Linked DNA regions of Zea mays: region 1 is linked to region 2. The links are chromatin contacts, called in public Hi-C maps. All regions are on one chromosome and are shown on one strand. The core of a region is the stretch at or near the end of the contact, and the rest is flanking DNA. Distances in the headings are between cores, read along the strand shown.

Region 1 (7,296 bases), core at 3,045-5,544, 190 kb before region 2:
CAAAAGAAAGGCAAGTGTATCCACTCTTAAAAATTTACTGAAGAAGCAACTGAACTGACTGACCGATGGTTTGTTGTGCAGAGGGACACAGATAAGGATTCAAAGGTGAGAGCTTATCATGCTGCAGCTGCAAAGAACAATCATTTGATACAATTAATAATACATGATAAACGCTGTGTCTGTCTTAACTCTGAACCCTGCAGAACTGTGAGCAACTTACTTGGACCAGTGCTTCCAGCCTCCCATCTCTCGGATGCTGCCTGAATTGAGGGGCTATCCTGACCAAAACCAGATGTGTGCCCGAGTGATAATCTGTTTCCTCCTTTTTTTTCCTCATAACTGTCATTGACTGCGAAAGATGTAAATGGAAAATAAGTAAATAAATGTGTTAAAAACAGTAAATAAAATAAAATAGTAGATGTCCATGATGATTGTGAAAGCAATAGGTACTGGCCAGAGTTGCAAGCTGCCCGTGACATGAACCATCACCAACCTGGCACAAGCAATACTTGCCAGTAGTCCCTGGAAGAGGGGATAGCTTACCGATCGATACAGAGCAGGTGCACCTTGCATAACTGCACATATGAATATGATGCAAGTTAGAAAAATAGTGTTCCAAAAGGTAATTTCACCAGAGAAATAAGCACTTACGTGTAACAGAGGTTGTTTGTAAGAGTCTGCAACTCATCAGCAGAGAAGTTGTTTTCATCCCACAAGACATGATAATGAGCTGGACAGCTAGTGCCCTTACATGGGGTAGGTAAATGATGACTTGTATGTAAGATAGAACGATATTATCTGACAGACCAGGTGCAAGCAAATCATGGCTAGATTAGGTATCCGCATAGGTTTTTTTAAGGGGATAAAATTAGAGGCTTAGTTTAGAAGCGAAAATTAGAAGTCTTAATTCATCACCCTCTTAGGCGTCCATATTTCTTTCAATAGTGACTTCATTCTTTAACTGAACGATGTTTTCTTTGTGCTTTCTATGAGAAAGAATATGATTTTTATATCATGGTTAATGACAAGAACATTTACTGTCATTTTGGGAACAGAAATTGTATCATTAAGTTCAATAAAATTGATGTTGGTCTTGCCATCAGACAAGACAAATTTTATTTACTTAATTACGATCATATGAGTGAGATAAATACATCTTCCTCTATGAATATGTGTGATGTAAGCATTAAGCGAAAGCAAGATCAAAATCAATCGTCGTTGAAATTGTAGCATTGTTGTTTAGGCCATATATTGAGGGGGGGGGGGGATTAAACGGAATAATTAAAGAAGAAAATTCTCTATCCATTATACTTTTTATGTTCTGACCATTGCGTAGACTACATTAAAAGAAAGTACATGAAACAAATTAAGAAAGATGCTAAGTGAAACATGTGAGTTTTAGAAATAATTCATACGGATATTTGTGATCATTCTTCTGTGAATACAGTCGATGATTTTCATTCATTCATTCATTACTTTTAGTGATGATTTCTCGTGTTATGAGTATATTTATCCAGTTAATGAATGGTCAGAAGCATTATAAAAACTTAAGATATTTAAACTAAAATTGAGAATCAACATGATTTACAAAATAGTAAGATCAGACCGTGGTAAATACTACATGAAACACGCCCATTATGGTCGAGTTCTTAGACCGTTTGTAAGGTTTAGTAGCCCATTATTCAATGCATGGTGACACTCTGCAGAATAAAATGTCTGAAAGGCACAAACACACCCTGATATATATATATAGTAAAAGGCATGATAAGTTACTCCACTTTGTTGATTAGCTTATGGATGGAGACACTAAAAAATACTGCTCATATCCTTAATTGAGTTCCCTGTAAATCAGCGCCTAAAACACTAAGACCCCGTTTGTTTCGTTGGAATTGAATTCCATTTTAATAATTATAATTTAGACAAAACTAATTAAATTTATATATTTATATATGTAATATATTTGTATATTATCCTAAATCATATGTGAGAGATAGTTATATAGTACATTTATGTTATAGCGAAGCAAGTAGAAGAGTGTGCTATAAGTTGTACATCGGAAAAATAACATGTAAATCTATAGAATCAATTTCCATATCTCACCCCATGAATTTGAGATAGGCTTATATGATAACTTTGGAAAGTGGTGGAATGTAACATTCTAAAAAATAGCCTATTCTATTAGTAAGATTCAAATTCCTTAAAATGAAAGCAAACAAACGGGGCCTAAATGAATTATGGACTAGAAGAAACATCTCGAGTCTCGGGCTAAATAACCTACTCTTCCTCCGATCTGTAAAGATGAATTTCAATACCTTGTTCTTATATGAGTTTCATGAGTACGATCTAGACTATACTTATTTTATCAGGTTTTTTTCGCATAGCGAGTAGAGGAATAGTTTATAGTTTTGGAACCACCTGAGCAGGAATCGCTGATCCACCTTCACTTGTTTCCTCTGGCTCCTCACTAAGGCCCCGTTCGGCAGCCCAGGATCCAAGCCAGGTCAGTAACAAAGCCAGCCCAGGATCGAGTGAATCATGGGTTGTCACTCATTCCTGTCACCAGCCCGTTTCCAGATCAGGAACCAAACCAGAAGGTAGGTCACCTGGACTCGTTCCAGGCCGAGGATTGAGGGATGGGAATCAAAATCAGGCGGGTTTGTTTCCGGCCCAGGTCAAAACGAACAACTCTAGCAGACTGGACCAGATTCTAAACCAGGTTGATTCGTTCCTCCTGGAATGAGGCAGGGAATGGGCTTATCCGGCCAAAACGAACGAGGCCTAAATTATTTGCATGTGTGAGGTTGTCCATCAAAAACTAAAATATTTAAGCCAGTAAGTTGTCATTTTATTGGTTGTCCCGAAAGATCGAAGGAATATCGTGTCTTGATCGATATACTAAGTTTATAGGATTAGAGGATGGTATGATTAGGGAAAAAGGGTCTTGACGAGAATGCGTTCTTAGAAAATGATATTAGCACTAAAAACTATTCAAGCTACAGAAAATAAACTGAAGTCTTTTCCTTTCTTTTTCAATTTGGCAGAAGAAAGATAAGCTATGCATCCCTCTGACTTCGATGAAACAACAGTAATCATATGGAAGCAAATTCTATTCTTCAGTGGAGTATATAAATATTTCCGTGAGAATAAATCAACATGCAGCTGAGGCGGAGCTAGCTAACGCTAGAGTTCCACCTTCTGGGTGCCCAACTGGCTAAGGATGATGGCCATATCCATCCCCTGAGTCATTGTAGCCATAGCCATCTCGTACGGGCATTTCTTGGAGAAGCCAACCTTGCCTGCCTTTTTCACTTTCCTCATGCAGTTTTTGAATTTCTCATGGCATTTCACGCTCATCATACCTAGCAGAGAATGATAAATCAAAACAAGAGAAAAGCTACATCAGCTCAGGAACTGCAGGTGAATAAAAGTCAAAAACTATTTTGAGTTGGTGTGGGGATACCATATCCTCATGCTAATCCGCTGTTGATCACTATTTTCATTTCTATTCCCATCAGGCTGAGGCTGAGTGACTGACTGATTACATGTAATGTTCAGGTTGGGAGAATAACTGTGGTCATCCTTTTCGTGGATGGTAAATGCAAAATTTTGTGGTAATGGTGCTTGAAGGCACTGCATTCCAACCACACCACAAGCAGAAAATAAATAAAGAAAACTGACTCTATTCTTCAATATTTGTTACCGGCTAGTTTATTTTTTTTAACTAAAACGCGACAAATAAAAAAAACGGAGTGAGCAAGTGTAGTGATCAGATTGCAACGCGAAATCAAATCCAATGAAAAATTCCTTTGCTACCGATGAGTTGCAAGCTAGGAACTTGATCATGATCCATCCACCCATCTCACTCAGACCCTAATTAACGAGCACAACAAACGCAGGCCGGGGATGAAGGAAACGTAACCTTTCCTCTCGACGCAGCGGTCGTGGTCGCGGCAGCAGGCGTCGAGGTCGTCGCAGGGCTCCTCGCCGTCGCAGCCGCTCCAGCCCACGCCGCAGTACTTGCCGTAGCGGATCCCGAGGGCTGCAGCAAAGAAGCGTTACAAAACAGGAACCGGACCAGATCGCCCGCCGCCCCGATGGAACCGATGAGGATGAGACGGGGAGCCACGCACAGTCGCAGTTGAGGGCCGCGCACGAGCGGCTGCACGGCGGGGGCTGGGGTGCCGAGGAAGCGGAGGCGAGGGCGACGGCGAGGAGGATGGCGAGGAGCGCCCGGCGCGGCGACATCGCCTCGTACATGTTCTCCCGTTGACCGGATTGGTTGGATGGCCAGGATGGGTCAGGTCTTGGCTGACTAGGCGTCCAGGTGAAAGTCATGGTGTGGGCCGCAACTGTCAGTGAGACGTCTGGCGCGTGTGCTCGTTCGTTGTGCTCGCGCACTGAGTCTGAGCTATGGCGACGCATGCATGTCCTTCTTCTTCCCTGTCCCTGTAATGTATACGTGCTTGCTGCTCATCACCCAGCAAGCAAGCTGTCCTACCTATATATATCCAGGCCAGCTTGTATTGCGTCGTCATCCTCAATTCCCGCCGGAGCTTACGACGAATTTGTTTGCCTCCGCTCCCCCATTCCGTCATTCCCATCCTGTCGTCGCCGTCCCTTCCCGAGCTTTTCTCTCCACCAACCCTCCTCCCATCCTCCACCAGAGAGATATCAGTTTAGTGCTTGATTAAGCAAGGATCCATCGTCCGTCGCCGTCGTTTAAGGATCGACCGATCATCGGTGGTGAGGAGCGAGCCCGGGATCGATCGATCGATCAAAAATCCATCGGCGGCGGCGCTCACCCGGCCGGTCCCGTGTCGATCGTCCGAATTGAATGACAACGACGACGAGCTAGGACGGCAGCAGCAATGCCGGCGCCCGGCGCTGTTCTATTTTGATCCCAGGCCCAGCGATGCATTGGTACGGTCACCACCGACTGCTATTGGTACGGTCACCACCACCACAGCAGCAACAGCATCGCCCTGTCGTCGTCGTCCCTGTCCCTCCCCGCCTGCAGCAGCACTAGCAGCATCACCTACTCCTGCCACCTGCAGCAGCAGCGGCATCGTCGCACCATGGGCGGTCACCAGCTGCACCTGTCGTCCCCGACCGCGGTGCTGGGCCACGTCACCCCGGCGCTGCGCGACCTCTACGCGGTGGGGCGCAAGCTCGGGCAGGGGCAGTTCGGCACCACGTACCTGTGCACGGAGCTGTCCACGGGCGCCGCCTTCGCCTGCAAGTCCATCGCCAAGCGCAAGCTGCTCACCCCCGAGGACGTCGACGACGTGCGGCGCGAGATCCAGATCATGCACCACCTCGCCGGCCACAAGAGCGTCGTCACCATCAAGGGCGCCTACGAGGACCCGCTCTACGTCCACATCGTGATGGAGCTCTGCGAGGGCGGCGAGCTCTTCGACCGCATCGTCGACAGGGGGTACTTCTCCGAGCGCAAGGCCGCCGAGATCGCGCGCGTCATCGTCGGCGTCGTGGAGGCGTGCCACTCGCTGGGCGTCATGCACCGGGACCTCAAGCCCGAGAACTTCTTGCTCAAGGACAGGGGCCACGACGCGTCGCTCAAGGCCATCGACTTCGGCCTCTCCGTCTTCTTCAAGCCCGGCCAGGTGTTCACCGACGTGGTGGGCTCCCCCTACTACGTGGCGCCGGAGGTGCTGTGCAAGCACTACGGGCCCGAGGCGGACGTGTGGACGGCGGGGGTCATCGTGTACATCCTCCTCAGCGGGGTGCCGCCGTTCTGGGCGGAGACGCAGCAGGGCATCTTCGACGCCGTGCTGAAGGGGGCCATCGACTTCGACTCGGAGCCGTGGCCGGCCATCTCCGACAGCGCCAAGGACCTGATCCGCCGAATGCTGCGGTCGCCGCCGGCGGACAGGCTGAGCGCGCACCAGGTGCTGTGCCACCCGTGGATCTGCGAGAACGGGGTGGCCCCGGACAGGGCGCTGGACCCGGCGGTGCTGACGCGGCTGAAGCAGTTCTCGGCCATGAACAGGCTGAAGAAGATGGCGCTGCGGGTCATCTCGCAGAGCCTGTCGGAGGAGGAGCTGGCGGGGCTGAAGGAGATGTTCAAGGCCATGGACACGGACGGCAGCGGCGCCATCACCTTCGACGAGCTGAAGGAGGGGCTGAAGAGGCACGGGTCCAAGGACCTCAGGGAGAGCGAGATCAGGGACCTGATGGACGCCGCCGACGTGGACAAGAGCGGCAGCATCGACTACGACGAGTTCATCGCCGCCACCGTGCACATGAGCAAGCTGGAGCGCGAGGAGCACCTGCTCGCGGCATTCGCCTACTTCGACAAGGACGGCAGCGGATACATCACCGTCGACGAGCTGGAGCAGGCGTGCAGGGAGCACAACATGGCCGACGTCGGCCTCGACGACATCATCACAGAGGTGGACCAGGACAACGTACGTGAGGATCGCATCATATTGTCCCATTGGTGATCGGACTTGACTGACTGACTCATGCAGGATGGCCGCATCGACTACGGCGAGTTCGTGGCAATGATGAAGAAGGGCATCATCGGCCACGGCAGGCTCACCATGAGGCACACCTCTGACGGCAGCGTCCTCCATGGCGCCGGCTAGCTGCTGCTACCTCGCTCATCGATCTTCAAAATGCTAGCTTGCTGCATCTTCACCTGCCTTCAAAATTCTACATACAAATTTAACAACGAACTCCATATACGTATATTGTTTATATATGCATGGTCGGGCAAGAGTAGTGTCGTCGTCGACTCCTTTTGTTGTCATTTCCTTTTTTTTTTTCTGTTTTCAAGAGTCAAGACCCACCCACCCGTGGAAACTGATGACTCATCAAGCCTCGTTCATATATAGGCTGTCTATTCTACAAATTAAAGTTATCATTACCAAATCAGATATAGATAATTTTGAGAATTGTAAATAAGGATCATACCTTCAAGTTCTTGGCTCTTGGCCTTGACTTCAAGAGTTTGGGCCGGGCTTCAAGATCATCCCTCATCTTTTGGACCTAGCTAGCTGCTAGCCTGGTAGTTGTATCTAGATGGCAAATAACGCTTGATGATATAAATTATTATTATTAATTGATATAGTCGAGACAATGGTTACTTGCCTCTTGGGGGCTGAGGTAGCTAGAAGAACGGAGGACTCGGCCAGCGCGCTGGAAGGCAGAGTCATCTCGCCGCCAGCTGACTCTTGGTTCGATAGGCACTAGTAGCAGCTCGACCCTCATCTCTAGGGGCTTCAAAACCCCAATAGGAGGCATCAGTAGAGGTGGGTCGACCATCCAAATCATCCA
Region 2 (6,782 bases), core at 3,951-6,450:
TAAATTATTTACTTGTAAACGATGTGTATATCCTTGTAACCTAAGTGAGTGTATTTTAATTTATCAAAATGTTTCTTACCAATCAAGTAAGTTCTATTGTCAATGTTATCTTCTATATTTTCAAAGCATGTGAGCTTGTAGATATATATGGGAAACACTTGTGGTGGATCTTTGACAACTTTGGCTTGAGTGTACAGAGTGAATTGTATCATGAAGTTGTTGTAACAGGTTTAAAATAGTTTCTGGAAGGCGTGACACGAAAGCGTTTGAGCTCATATACTTTTTCAATTTCTATCATTGAGCCTTTGTCAACTGCCAGAGCGGCTGCAATCTCAGCGTGGATGGACGTACCCTGTCATCATATAGTAAGATAATAAGAATAGATGACATGAAATTGCATACATTGAAGAGATAGCTTAGATGTACAGAGAAATTTATTAAATTATTTAGTGTATTTACAAAATTTTCTGAATAAACAACATGCAAATGTTCTCCACGAGAATAGCGTGTTGGTTAGTTTACGTGCAAATGCTGTGACTAATGGCAATGATATGGAAACTATATATAAAGATAGTTTATGACGGTAGGTTTGTCCAAAGTCTACCTCATCAACTGTTTGTCAGCTATTCAGGAGCCATTGATGGGCCAGGAGGTTGCTACAAGCTATGTAAATTAAACAACCTGCGCTCTATGATCGAAGTACATATTCATGCCATTGTCGATAAAGAAGTTGACAACATTCTTAGGAAATGTGGACCGTCAAATAAGATGCTATACATAAGGTCGATGCAAGGTCTCTGGCAGATATTATCGAAACGTCGCTACAAATGTTTTTAAGATGCTTGAAGGCATTCTTTGGCATCGTGACTGGAACAGAAGGTTCCTTTGCCTGAATTTGAGTAACTGCAGGTTCCAAGATTACGTTCAAATGCTTGCTATGGTTTGGCAAGAGCTCTAGCAGAATCTTATGAGCTCATTTACAGCGCAGCGATGGATCGAAATAACAATTATCCTGACCCAAGGTCGTTGGTTAAGCACTCTCCTGAGCAGATAAGAACTATACTGGAAATCTGAGGTCTTTGCGCTATGCATTTTGATACTATGTTAAGTAGAGGTGTTTCATGCACGAAACATTGTGATGTAAATTTCCGACTACAAGATGTGGGCTCAATTGATTACAGAAATATTGAATAAGTGGTGACTCTTTTTCTGAACTGATGTATCCGTAGCTAATGTCTCACTATCTGCTCTATCCCTTTTTACTTCATATACCAAGTTAATGTTTACTTCGCTGCTGTAATTTCGAGGTACAGCTTGTACGATTAATTGATACCAGTGGTATACAAAGCAACTATGAAAAGCATGTTAGAATAGCTTGGCTATAAAATGTGAAATATGAATAGAGAATAATGATATTTTTTTTCTTTTGGTTTCCTACTTTTCACAAATTATGAAAGATAGCGAACTATACCTAGTAATGTAAATATTTAACGGATTAAATGTACAAACGATCGTACCTTTGAATGTTTTAACAAATTCTGGGTCAAAGTGACCACATTGCAATGTTGGAGTCTGTTGAGCAGATATGGCAGTACCTAATACAATTTATCCCCTTTATTATCACTAGATAGTCATGGAAACCCTATTTAAAAATTATCTGTTGATGATGCTACCTGCGGATAATAACCTTCGTTCATTCAATAAATGCCTACGTATACGGCGAGCTTCGCCAGGAGATATAGCTGATGGGGCACAACATGCATTACTATGATCTGTTATATTTAATGTGCCATGAGCATATCATAATCTGTACAGTGGAAGGGGAAACAATTTGTGGAAGAGTAATAAGACACTTACTCCTTTTTTTCTGCTATTTGGATTAATATGCTCCATTTTGGATACCACGTTGTAAATATGGTTGTAAAATTTTTATCGTAGCAGCATACGCTGCCTATGATATGATTCTGCAGTTTACTAAGACTATGTAAATTAACTATATGATTTATACATATAATCATATGTCTATATACGAATGCGGTAGATGAATCATAAGATAGTCTTGTACACAAGATTGATGTGCATTGGGCATATTAAAAAAAACTAGAATGATATCTCTTATTTTTAAAAGTGTTGTGTGCTTAGGATTAAAAAATGTGGTCTGAGCCAAAACGAACACTACGTTTTTCTTTCTTTTTTTTGGTAAAAGAAGAGTACATATCTATATAATTATGGGAACATGTGGAATTGAAACGGTTTGAAATAAAGCAGTGTTTATTTATGATTAGGCGAAGATACTTACTTCGCTTCTTGTATGTTATTCATGTATGTTATTCATACTAGACAATCGATATAGACAATCTATATGTGTGTATATATCCAGATATCTTTGTATATATGAAAACATAGTGACACTAATCTCTTATGTTATTTTTAGGGAAAAAATCTGAGACATACATTCCGTATGTGTGTACATATAATTGTATATTTATGCTTCTATTTATGTATATCCATGGTTATCTAATTTAGTTGTGTACTTTACAGTTAGTGTATTAACTAATATGGCCACTGCCTAACAAATGTTCTTTGAAAAAAATTCCTTTAATTTAATGAACCGAGTACATCAAACAATCAGGCCACTGCTTAACATATGAAATAAGATAGAAAATCCATTTGCAATATTGTAGACAATTGAATTAGTAGGGAAGACATTTCTACTATATGAATGCAGAAGAACCATCATTCTCATATGTAACAAATTGATTTGTACGCAAATTTGTAGGGAAGGCAAAATGCAATTACCTCCTTAGATAGATGGTGGGTGGATGATAATTCTTGCGCGTACCGGTATCACCAAGAAAGGACAAGATTCCTGATAAAAACAATTGGCAAGTACAATGTTAACCCCATCTGGAAAACATAATGATAACACTCATATTCTTTTAATGTAAACATAATGCTTATACTCCAATTATATTGACGAATTCTACAAAATATAAAGCAAGCTATTTTGAAGCAGGGGCTGTAGGAAGACCTGCTTCCGCATCTGAAAATTGCACTACATAAGAAAGGGATTAAACTCTAAACTGTAAATCCCCATATAAAAAAATTAAACCATAAGAAAGGGGTTTCTGGAATGATGAAACCCAAAAGATGATCAATGCCATTTGTACATATAGGGAAAAAAATCAAAGAAACAATTTAGAGCGCTGGTATAAACCTAGAACCCAATGTTGATTCCCTTGTACTGACATAAACAAACAACTAATTTAGGTGGTTGCGAAGCAGAGGAAACACACAAGCACAAGGAGATAAAGCTTTTTTTGTGAGTACAGGCGAAATTAGCTCATGGTAGTACCACATTTAGTATCAAAGACAATATAAGTGCAGCATTTAGGAGCAACCCTTTGTTTGTCGACGCATAAAAGACGTTTATGAACCAAATCGATAAAAGCATTGGTGCATAGGGGAAGGCAGCATGAACACTACATGTGCAGTTAACCAATAATTTGTTTTTATCCTATTTTAGGTTCAGCTAAAAGCTTTTATATGTTACAACAGATAATGAACACTACATGGATGTAGTGCAAGACATCCTCATCCGTCACTTGCACGGTTGGGTGGGACTTGAGGCTGACAGTCGCTTTGCTGACCTAAAATCACTGAGCTGAAACCTCCAAAGGGTAATAAGAAAGGATGCTTTGTCTGTGACTCATGGGCAATACAACAAACATCAGGGCATGACAAGGCGCCACCAGCCTAAATCATGTCCCCCATGTTCAGCAACCAATATTAGAATATTGGTTCATCTGTCAAATGAAGGCATTCAAACATGTTCGTGGCTCTCTGTTTGAACTGATATAAAAAAAACAAGAATAAACACAGGATTCCCCCATGTTTGAACTGATCAAGAATCTAAACCCAACAGCATGCTATAGGCATACTCATGTGTGCCTTTCAGGAGGGGAGCCTACTTTTTACCCCTTGTTGGAAAAGACTGACAACCACAATTGAACATATAATTAGCAGACAGGGTTAATGATTAGCAGACAGAGTTAGAGACCTACAAATTGATTTAGAATAAATAAGACCCCTTGCTGGAAAAGACTGACAGCCACAATTGAACATATAATTAGCAGACAGGGTTAATGATTACCAGACAGAGTTAGAGACCTACAAATTGATTTAGAATAAATAAGAGTTAATAAGTTCCAGCTGGAGTTTCCTATGAACCCAACGCTTGTATAGAAGCTGACATTGAAGTCATTTTTTTATAGCTCAGCACCGTAGAAGGCAGGAGTATCATCTGGCAGCTCAGCGAGGAGGGAACCCATATTACAGAACGACGGGTTCAGTTTCATCGCCGGTATCATCTGGCAGCTCAGCGAGCGCAAGGAGGATCAGCGGCCATCGGTGATATGCGCCCGCACTGGAACTCCGTCCAGCAAAGGTGAGCGGCGACCGGAGCAGAAGAATCGGAGTTCACAACTGGGAACGTCGTGCAGAACGGCGCACCATCCTAGCTATGGTTTTAGGGGCGAGGTTAGGATAGATTTCGAGAGGATTTCTATGAATACGATTCGCTGTCACACATCCGCCAGTACAAACATGAAGCTGAGCAAAGATCTAGCAGGCAGAGGATACGAACCCTAGAACCAAGAACGCAGCCAAAAGCTGAAAGGCGTAATGATGCCGAACCGTATAAAATCCAGCGCGGTTGCAATGGCAGAGGGAGCGAGGTCGGAACAAACCTGTAGCGCTCGGCGTGAAGAGGAAGCGGCGACGGAGTAGGCGACGACGCCGAGGAGAAGCTCCGCGCGGGGTCAAAGCGAGCTAACGCGAGGGAGAGTGCCGCCGAAGCATCCAGAGGCATAGAGAGATGGGATTTTTTACAAGAAAATCCAAGAGACTGTATGACGCTTGATTACGAATCTAACGGCCTGAAAAATTTACGCCGACGTGGACACCTCGTTTCTTACCGGGTTTGTAATATAGGAAATTGGATTGGTGTCAGCGAGGGATGGAATGTGATCAATTCTAGGCTGACTATATCCTTATTTTTAGGGATGACCTTCTTATTCATTATTTTTAATAAATATTTCTTAACCCTGATTCTAGATCTCCAAACCAAACGCGAGTCAAGTGACAATGATCCCAATTCCCATCCCTCTTCGTCAAGATCCAACGGCCACAATCCTCATCCTCGTCTCACCAGTCAGCACAGGCACGGTGTGCTTTGACCGCTACCCTCGATCCCCCGATAGCAGCAGCAGCAGCAGATCCTCGGCGGCGACATGGACACCCCCACGGCGAAGGCGGCATGGAACGCCAACTACGGCGTCGTCGGCAGTGGGGACCGTCGTCTTGCCTTCTCCCGCCAACTCTCCTCCAACGCCACCACGCCGCGCCTCGCTCGGTCCGACTCCTCCATCTCCATGCCCGCCCCCCTTCCCCTTCCCCCAGTCTACGAGGGGCCCAAGCCCAGCAGGAAGCTACTCCGCCTCGCCACGGCCAGCCGCCCCATGCGCCGCCTCGCCCTCCTCCTCGCCCTCAACGTTGCCTACTCTGCCACCGAGTTCGCCATCGGCCTCTTCACCGGACGCGTAGGTATTGCATCAACAAGGGCTCCATGACTCAGATTACGACATAGTTAATTGATCCTAGGGCTTCGTCAATCGATTCATTCCAAGCACTTCTGCATGCTGATACTGCATCCTATAAACTATTATTGCATCCTACATCTACTACTCGGTCTATCTGTTTCATTTATGCTGCTGGATGGAAGAGGAATTCAGAGCAGTGCTTACAGGTGCCCTTTGTTTTGCAGGCTTAGTTTCAGATGCTTTCCATCTCACCTTTGGATGCGGCTTGTTAACTTTCTCATTGTTTGCTATGGCTGCATCCCGAACCAAGCCTGATAACCTCTACACCTATGGGCCAGTCTCCTCATTCCCTCCCGCCTTTCAGGCTCTATTTCTGTTCGTCTGTGCACTAATTCACACTCACTTATTGTTGTCTGCTTTCTTTCAGGTACAAGCGATTGGAGGTTCTGGCTGCCTTTACAAATGCTGTAAGCTTCCAAAACCTTCCATCTTATGGATACGTGTGCATACATTTGTACAGAGTTCTCCCAGATTAATAATGTACAAGCCCATCTTTCAAGTTTATGTTAAACATTTGTTTGATGATAGAGCTGAAATTCATCCATGGTTTACATCTTTGCTTGGTTATCACGTGTAATGTCCCTACTCCCTACAACTTGCCGGAAAAAAACACCCTGTTTGTATTACACTTTTAACCCTTTCTGTCCTTTTGCTTTGTGCTAACATTTTGACCACCACCCTATGGTTCTTTATGTAGACAGCTGTTTCTATTGTTCCTGTCTTTCTCCTTGGCTGTTGAAGCATTACATGCATTTATGCAAGATGAATCGGAGCACAAGTAAGTGCCATTTATGTCAAATGTCTTCAGATGGGATGGTAGCTGTTTCTGCTGTTACTAGTCTTTCTCCACTGCCTTTTCATGCTGACACCTTATCTTCTAAAAAACTGTCTTCCAGGCATTATCTGATTGTTTCTGCTGTCACCAATCTTTTGGTTAATTTACTTGGTGTTTGGTTCTTCCGGAACTACGCTCGTGTTAACATAGGTACGGGAAGCAACTTATATCCTGTTGCTTCTGGTGCAAATGGAGATTTGTACTTGTTTCCCTGCAAGGGTTGTAAATTAAACAGAATTATGATTGGCAGTTTACAGGAATGCAGAGGATATGAATTACCACTCGGT

What was found. A called contact is a pair of places that touch in the nucleus more often than the background predicts.
Region 1: a contact with region 2 is called in a Hi-C map of ear, with 2.7 times the contacts expected there. The contact joins the promoter of LOC100284535 here to the promoter of LOC100194170 in region 2. A contact is called at or near these places in 6 of 25 Hi-C or Micro-C datasets (ear, leaf, root tip and 1 more).

The regions. Positions count from the first base shown.
Region 1 is chr4:173,808,830-173,816,125 of Zm-B73-REFERENCE-NAM-5.0, reverse strand. LOC100284535 (phospholipase A2) reads right to left here and starts at 4,294. Exons shown (of 3, transcript NM_001157430.1): 1 at 4,131-4,294; 2 at 3,920-4,039; 3 at 3,007-3,359. The coding sequence starts at 4,257. The coding sequence ends at 3,181. LOC100384477 reads left to right here and starts at 4,838. Exons shown (of 2, transcript NM_001177008.1): 1 at 4,838-6,425; 2 at 6,489-6,815. The coding sequence starts at 5,076. The coding sequence ends at 6,605. It overlaps LOC103654087 (sucrose synthase 6), which reads left to right. Exons shown (of 11, transcript XM_008680885.3): 9 at 1-10; 10 at 82-105; 11 at 204-1,015. The coding sequence ends at 264.
Region 2 is chr4:173,621,360-173,628,141 of Zm-B73-REFERENCE-NAM-5.0, reverse strand. It overlaps LOC100194170, which reads left to right and starts at 5,200. Exons shown (of 10, transcript NM_001367048.1): 1 at 5,200-5,604; 2 at 5,825-5,933; 3 at 6,028-6,067; 4 at 6,362-6,438; 5 at 6,557-6,645; 6 at 6,746-6,782. The coding sequence starts at 5,292. It also overlaps the pseudogene LOC103654084.